Regions from separate parts of the Gossypium hirsutum genome. Here region 1 is linked to region 2. A link is a contact called in public Hi-C data. All regions are on one chromosome and are shown on one strand. The core of a region is the stretch at or near the end of the contact, and the rest is flanking DNA. Distances in the headings are between cores, read along the strand shown. Region 1 holds the start of LOC107951415 (QWRF motif-containing protein 2). Region 2 holds the start of LOC107952270 (increased DNA methylation 1).

What was found. A called contact is a pair of places that touch in the nucleus more often than the background predicts.
Region 1: a contact with region 2 is called in a Hi-C map of leaf, with 6 times the contacts expected there. The contact joins the promoter of LOC107951415 here to the promoter of LOC107952270 in region 2. A contact is called at or near these places in 11 of 34 Hi-C or Micro-C datasets (anther, callus, hypocotyl and 2 more).

Annotation. Positions count from the first base shown.
Region 1 is chrA02:21,035,806-21,040,149 of Gossypium_hirsutum_v2.1, forward strand. It overlaps LOC107951415 (QWRF motif-containing protein 2), which reads right to left and starts at 2,955. Exons shown (of 6, transcript XM_016886466.2): 1 at 1,475-2,955; 2 at 83-202. The coding sequence starts at 2,602.
Region 2 is chrA02:20,831,786-20,835,611 of Gossypium_hirsutum_v2.1, forward strand. LOC107952270 (increased DNA methylation 1) reads right to left here and starts at 1,640. Exons shown (of 1, transcript XM_016887537.2): 1 at 1-1,640. The coding sequence starts at 1,640. LOC107951416 (interferon-related developmental regulator 1) reads left to right here and starts at 2,102. Exons shown (of 13, transcript XM_016886467.2): 1 at 2,102-2,549; 2 at 2,788-2,959; 3 at 3,144-3,224; 4 at 3,514-3,596; 5 at 3,673-3,788. The coding sequence starts at 2,540.

The DNA of each region.
Region 1 (4,344 bases), core at 1,705-4,204, 210 kb after region 2:
GAATTGTTTAGCAAGCAAGTGTGCAGTTTCATTGCCCTGACTTTTAACATGATGGAAATAACAAGGGAGAGATGGTTCTTACGTGCCCCTTGAGGATGGAAATCAGCTTCAAAGTTTGCCTCAGCAACTGTAACTCGGTTCTTTTGGCTCTAACAGATTCTCGCAGTTTTGAGGTAGTTGTCCATGCATTATGGAGGCTTTTCTGTTATATGAACACGATAAAAGGATTCTTCCTCATATTTTAATGAAGATAATAAAAAACAATAACTGTAACTAATCTGAGAAACAAGAGATGGAAAATTTTATTTGAGGTAGCTGCCCATGCATTATAGAGGGCTTTTTTGTTATCAGAAATGATAACAAAAGGACTCATTGTCATATTTTAACTAACTATAATGAAGATAATTGACAATAAAAATTGTTAGTATTCTGAGAAACAAGAGGACAGTTAAAAAAAAACTGAAGCATCTTAAACAAAGCAAAGCAAAAAAGATTAAGATGAATTAATTGTATCGAAAGCTAAAATATGAAAAAAAATCAATGCAACTTTTATTTCACTTGTTTCTCATTCCTGAGATGTCAATCAGTAATCAATCATAGCTATTTCAAGACACATGCAATCTGCAACCTCTGCTTGCCTCTAATTTGATCAAGTTGTTTCTAGCATAATGGATGCCCTCTTTGACTGGTTCCTTAGTGCAAGAAAATCAGCAACTGATGAACCAGCATGCTCCTCTAGAACATTTAGCATTCTTGATTTCCAATATTATTTCAAAATCAAAACCTACTGATCTCAGTGTCTCACATGGCCTCTGGATTTGGTCTGAAGGAAAAACCTGTGAAAATCAGGCATGCAATCTCTTTGATCCAATTCTATCCGTCGTCACTTATCATAGATTGTACTAAAAATATCCCTTTACACTCTTATGGAAAATTTCTAATTTCACCAATACTGCAGCCTCTCTCCCTAACATGATTAAACTCATTTTAAGCCACAAAACAACTCTCACAGGCTGCTTTCATACTACATAACTTCTACACCATAAAAGCAATTATAACCAAAAACGGCAGGGTGCCAAGTTCGATCAAGCAGAAGTGGCCTAAAGAATTTCAGCTCTACCAAGAACACCACTCTCTGTTTTTATCAGACATAATTCAATTGTTTGTCTGGACTGTTCTTGAGCTCTCTTTTTTTAATTAACAAAACCCTGAAATTCCAGATGGTAAGACAAAACAAACTGCGTGCAGCCAGGCAACATTCTAAAAAAATTAACTTTCTAAAAGTAAAACTTAGCCAAAATCCTCAAAATGGTGTTCGTATGCAACGTTTAATGCTGCGAGCTGTACTGCCAAAATTATAGTAAAAGCGAATTCCTATGAATATTATAATAGTAAAGCATGCAAACTTGATGAAGCATACAAACAGCATACAAACACAACGAGATAAATTCAAAGTCACTTCTTAGAGTCGTACCTCTGCGTTAGACCTTTGGGAAGACAGAGTAGCATCTGCTCTAGCATTAACAAAACGCCACTGCAACCACCGGTTATGAAGTAGCCTCAACAAATTAGCATCCGAAACTTTGTTCTCCCCAATCTTAAAACCATCACCAACAAAGCTCAAAATCGACAGCCTAGTTACCAAATTATCATCCAAACCATTCCTCAGTCTAGGACTCATTCCCCTCGTTGAAGATGACCCAAGCTTACTCGGTGACGCAGGCCGAACTGGCCCATGAATTGGCGGTAACTGTCCTCTGCTATTCAATACACCGTTTGGAGACGAAAAAGGAGTATCAGCTCCGAACTTGTCTGGTACAATTAGCTTAGTGCGCGCTGTATTTTTCTTAGGAACCGGCGAGCCAGGATGGGACCGGCATACCCGATTAGCAGTCTGTTGCCAGGACCGAGCGGAGACCATTATTCCTGGAGGCCCACGCTTAACGTCTACGTTAGCGGAGGAACTTTGTGAAGAACCTGACGTACTACCAGAAGAAACACTTTCAGTATCAGAAGCAGCGAGACCACGTTGAGCCTTAGATTCAACAGGAGTAACGGCTCTTATATCTCTATTATCAGCCATGAAATCTTGCAGTGGCCCAAGTACATTGCCATTAACAGAACCGTTTAATCTCTTCCTCTCATCGGTGCAAGCCATGCTTCTACTAGCCACCGAGTTGGGTAGCCTTAACCTCGCCGGCCACCGCTCCGTCTTTGAAATTTCGGTTTGCTCTGTTCTTCTCGTTTCCAGCGTCGGTTTGCGCCTCTTGGTGGTTTCTTTCTTTGTGGGGCATGGTGATGGAGCTGGTGTAGCTTTGCTAACCTTGTCAGCAGTGTTATTGTTAGCGTTGTCAGTTTTCAAACGCATAGGTTTATTAGACGGCGGGGTCACCGCATGTCTCCTCTCCACCGGTTGAGACCTCTTAATAGCCGATGAAGTCGTGTGTTTTGTGGAAGAATTTGAGTGGGATGAGGAGGTGGACAAACATTTTCGGGAATTTTGAGGGGGCGGAGGGATGGAATTGTGGGGGTCGGAGGGCAACAAGGGAGGCAGTAGCCCAGTTCCTCCCAGGTGTTTGGGGTTTAGGGTAGCAGCAACCATTGGGGGGGCACTCACAAAATTCAATTCCACAGTCTGATCCTTTAATCTCACTCTCTTCCCAACACCTAAACGTATCTAATCATAAACACCTCCAATTTTATATTGAAAAAAACTGTTGGGATTTAACAGATTTTATTCTTTAAACATAAAAACTCAGAATTTTCATAGAGGAGAGAGTGAGAAGGATGTGGGAAAAGATTAGATTAGATTAGATTAGAGAGCATAAGGGTGGTAATGCTAGGAGTGGCCTATGTAGTATACATTTTGTTTGTAGTATGGAATTTAAAGTGAAGGGAATCCATTGCAGTGGCGGGGTTTTATGGGGATGGATGAGTCGCGTGGAGGAGAGGCAACCTCTGTAGGTCTGTTACTAAACTACTTACACGTGGCTGCCACATTTCTTGTTTCTTCACGAGAAATAACTTTATAAATTCTTTTACCATATTATTTATTTATGGTTCCTACCAAAGTAAATATATCAGTTTTGGAAAAAAGATATGTATTTATTTTTATTTGATAAGAATTATGGATGATGTGGTAAGAAGTAGGGATGAAATCAGGGGGTTAGTAGGGAATGTAATAAATCTAGTAAAATAGAATTTTAAATATTTTTCTTAATTTTTTATTTTATAATTACTATTACAAACATGCGTGGAAGATTTAAGTGATTAAAAGCTCTAATGATTACTCATAGTGCATAGGCTTTAATTGAAGGCTGAAATTGCAATTACAATAGCTATTGTCAACAACTTGAGCAACATTTGGAGTGATTGTATTATGATAACGTATTATAAAATAAGAGAGATGGAGAGAACAAAGAACAAAGAAAATATAAAAGGAATAAAAAAAATATACTTTATTGATCAAATGGATGATTACAATACTTCGTCAGAGTCTCTATTTATAATTCTACTAACTAAGTATATTAAAACTTTATATTGATCATGATGGGCATCCACTTAATAAGATATTCATAACAAAATAAAAATTTATAAAAATCATTAAAATTTATGATAATTATTAGATATTAATTAAAAACCATAAAAGTTTATAAAATTTAGAAAAAAATTAATTTATTAAAATTGTTAGAAATTAATTAAAAACCATATAAATTATTTATTAAATGTTTTTAAAATTATTTTTCTCATTTTTACTAAATTATTTAACTAATATAATTTATTTTTAAGTATATCAAACATTGGAATTCTTTTTTTTTCTTATGCATACTTGAAAGTTCTTCTAAAATGTTATGCCTTCTTAATAATCAATGGCTTTTTTTAATTAATGGTAAGTTGCTATATTTTTATAAAAATGAGAAAAATAATTTTTATAAAATATTTATATTTTTAAATATAGCTTTTAATTAATTTTTAAAAAAATTCTAAATTAAATTTCTAATTTTTAACCATTTTTAATATTTTTTAAAAAAAATTATAAAAACTTTATGGTTTTAATTAGCTTCTAGTAATTATTATAAATTTTAATGATTGTTTTATAAATTTTTATCTTTTTTATAATTCCACGCTTGGACTACCATTTGCTCAAATATATTGTGTACTACAAAATTATGGACTCCACGGAGCGCAAAGGGAGAGATGACGATGAAATAATGAGTCGGTGGTTAAAGAAAGTTTGTATAAAGGAAACAGAGGAAAACCTAGATATTGTGATGGACATAACACTGATTTTTGAAAAGGTCCTATCATGGAGAGACAGGTTGGTGGGAATCGGGCAGATGGAGT
Region 2 (3,826 bases), core at 390-2,889:
AGAAGCTTCGATCTCTCGTCGCCTGTCATGTGAGAAAACCCGAAACCGTTAACCCATGTGTCGACTGCAGCAGGCACGGCGGGTAAAATTAGCTTCTGCACCCCCAGTTTGGCTAGATTCTTTTCAAGTTCATCCACCAAAGCTCGACACATGCCGCGGCGGCGGTGGCTGAACCTGGTAGCAACAAGGGACATTTCGGCCACAATGTCACCATGTACCCTTACGGTAGCCACGGAAACCAGATCATTGTTTTCCTCCAGAACCGCAATATAGAATCCTTTGAAATTCAATCGTTTCAGCTTCGACCCTTGGCTGAAAATCACAGCTTCAACCAGATCTCTCCCTGTGTAAGAATCTTTACTAGGCTCAAAGCATTCATGCATCACATCGAGTGCAATATTCAACTTACTGTGATTCTCTGCACAAGAATCCAGGCCATCGGGGCAATCAGTATAGCCGTCGCCATTAGAGCTTGCCTTCGACTTCAGCAATGTCCAGGTCAGATTGTTCCCCACTGGAATTGGTTTTCCAGTAAGATTTTGCAGGCTGGAAAAGATGTTTTCACAGCTATGGCTGCAAAACCAGTTGTTTTTCCTAGCCAGTTCATTTGATTCCTTCAACTTGAGGCATCCAATGTGAAATTTACACTCACATTGTTGACAAGCAAGAAAATTATCATCATCACTTACAGTTCCAATACAACAAATGCCACAACAGCAGGAGGGGCAAAACCAGTCACCATCTGGAACTTCCTTGAGGCCCACGCAATTGACATGGAAAGCAGAAGGGCAACGATCACAGCAAATTAACTCCCCCCCATCGCAACAAGCAGAGCAAACATCATCACTCCCACGTGGATTTGAATCGCCCTTCTTCGCAGATGTGGGGATCGTCATCATTGAATCATGCACTTGCCTTTGACAATCAGAAAGAGACCTGCCACTGCCATCGTCCAAGATTATATTAGCAGCCGGCCTATGGTTGGTACTACCCGCATGAGCCTCAAAGGCGGTGAGAGCAAATACCCTGAAACAACAGTCACATTGAATCCCAGTACGAGTTATCCTTCCTCTCATCAATGGATTCCCTGCCTTATTCCGGTAATACACTTTCCCCAAAATCGAAACCACATTGTTGTCTATCAACCAAGAGAGAACAGTTCTTGGGTTACGATGAGATGAATTCGGAACAAGATGCTCTCGTATTCTAATCCTCTCTCGTTTGATCACCCGAGGCTCGGCTTGATTTTCTTGTTTTCTCACCTTCTTCCCTCTTTTGGGTGGCGGCAGGGATTTAAATGGAAGAGATTTAGGGAAAGCTGGATTTTCTTGAGTTAAACTCTTTCTTTTCAAGGGTTTCTTGGGCTCCAAGTCAGCAGCCACGGCCACGGCCATTCCTCCTCCTCCCTCGGCCCCGGATGTTTCATCGATGTAACCTTTGCAGGCAGCTTTGAGTGTATAGTAAACCTTGCCTTGCGGTGACTGATATCGTAACTCTTGTCTTCCGTTCTTCTGAGCATACCAAAAAACCCAACCCATGGAAGAAAGATGTTTTTTGGCTTGCAGGGTAGTTTCACTTCTCTTAGTACCAGGTTCTGCTGTACCCCCATTCTTGTACCAATTGAACACCGCATCTGCCATGCTTGACTTTTTAGGATAAACAAATTAGATATGATATAACATTAGTTTAAATAAGTCGACTTCTACTTCGATTAGAAGTCTTGAAGGATAAACAAAGCAAAACTGAGAATTTTATACTCTTGGGTTTATTATTTATAGTAAAATTTTGGTGATGTCGAAATTAGTTTTTTTATGGCGAAGTGGGCAACGATTGAGCTTAAGATAATTATGAAAATTTGCTGTTATTGGGTTGGGTCGCAGCTCAGGAAGTCCAGTTGAAGTTAGATTCATATAAAAACTCGTATTTAACCAAATTAATACTTTAAATCAAAATCAAAAGTTCTGTTTTTACTTTTTCCATGAGAAATTATTTTCAAACTTTTAAAAACAGATAATCAACAGTTCAATCTTTAGCCACCCTTTTCACTTTTTTTTTTAAATTTAAGAATCTACAAATTTAATACTTCTTTTTTCTTTAAAAACAATTCTACAAACTTCTCCCAGAGTCCGGGAACTCTAAACCCCCAAACTCGCCTCCTAAAAAGTAAAATTACTTTAATCACGTGTCTAACCCTAATTCCACGTGCTCCATCCCTACACTCGCCTCGTGTCCCAACCTGCCAATTCCCGAATCCCCGTTCGCTTTTCTTTTTACATATAAATTAGGGTTTGTGTAATTTTCTAAATCCATTCCCTTCCCTTGGCTTTATATTCTAATAGGGATTTTCTGTATCACTTTAATGGCTGCATCCTCCTCCCATTCGCTTCTGATATCGTCTTCCTTGTTCTGTTTGGATTCTTTTTGGGTTTTTCGTTCTGTCTATCGTTGTTTAATTTCAAACCTATCTCATTCTCAGATTCTTAGTCAACCTTGTAGTTTCTAACATATAAAAACCGACGGCCGAGAAGTAGTCACCAACATGGGAAAACGTGAGAATTTTTTTCCTCTATTCTTTTTTTGGGTAATTTTTGCTAATTAATTTGATTAAATTTCTGCCTTTTTGACTTTCCAAATTGCTATGGATGTTAGATGATTGATTGTTTGGTGAAGTCGCGTTTGAACAATTTTCTATTATTTGTCTTGGGGTGTGTTTGGCGTCGGTTTTATATTTGTTTTGTTTTAGGTTTTATTTAAGGCTGAATAAAAATAATTATATGAATTTGGCAGGTAAAACTCAGCGCAAAAATGCGACGATGTTAGATAGTGACGATGATAATAGTAGTGTAAGTTCATCGTCGACCATGCATTCCGATCGAATGTCGGTTTCCGGAACTGAAGAAGTAGAGCTTAATAAGGATAGTTTACTTGATGAAGCTGTGGATAATTTATACGAAAAGAGGTTAGATATAGTTGGATGAAAATTTGATGCATGGTTTTCTTGTTACTGTGGTTAAGGAAGAATAGTTTGGTTAGTTGAAATTAGTTACTTTGTCAAGTTCTCGAGATTTCTCAAAAGTTTTTAGAATAATTATGCTTTTGACTTGGATGTGGCTCAATTGGGCGTTTTTCTCCATTTGTTGAAGGGGTTCAACGCGAGAGAAGGCTTTGGCCTCGATTATCGAAGCTTTCAACAGCAACTTGCAGCATGAGTTCGTGGAGAAGAAGTAAGTTGCTCTCAAGTGGTCTTTAATCTTGGGTTTGATTTATTTTATTGCAAGAATAGCCCAAGGATTTAGGATCATGGTTCTTGAAACGCTAAGAATTAGGAATAGCACACATTCGGTGGGATTCATTAGTTAGTCAGACTTGAGATTACATAGTATTAGATTGTCATTTTCTATTTGCCAAGTATATTTGCAGGTGTGGGTGGAAGTGTTTCTTATGATTCAAATTCATGGTACTTGGATCCATATGCTTCTAACAGTCATATTTTTGTCTTTGGCTGTTGTTCAGGTTTGCTACATTACTGCACCGGTGCCTGAATTCCCTCAAAAAGGGGTCCAGCAAAGAGATATCTTTAGCTTCCCGTACCGTTGGTTAGTTTTGAAAACTTTTGCAAATTGTAATGCATGCATGGATGGAAGAATTCAAGCTGATAATTTGTTTTGGTAGGTTTGCTGGCTTTAACTATTGGTCCTGGAGACAAAGCACGGGAAATATTGGAGGAATCAATCACTCCTGTTTCACAGGCTTTTAAGTCTGGTTACGAATCTTCTAAGATAGCTTCGGTATGCTAGAAGTTAAATTGGATTTTGTCCCCCTAATA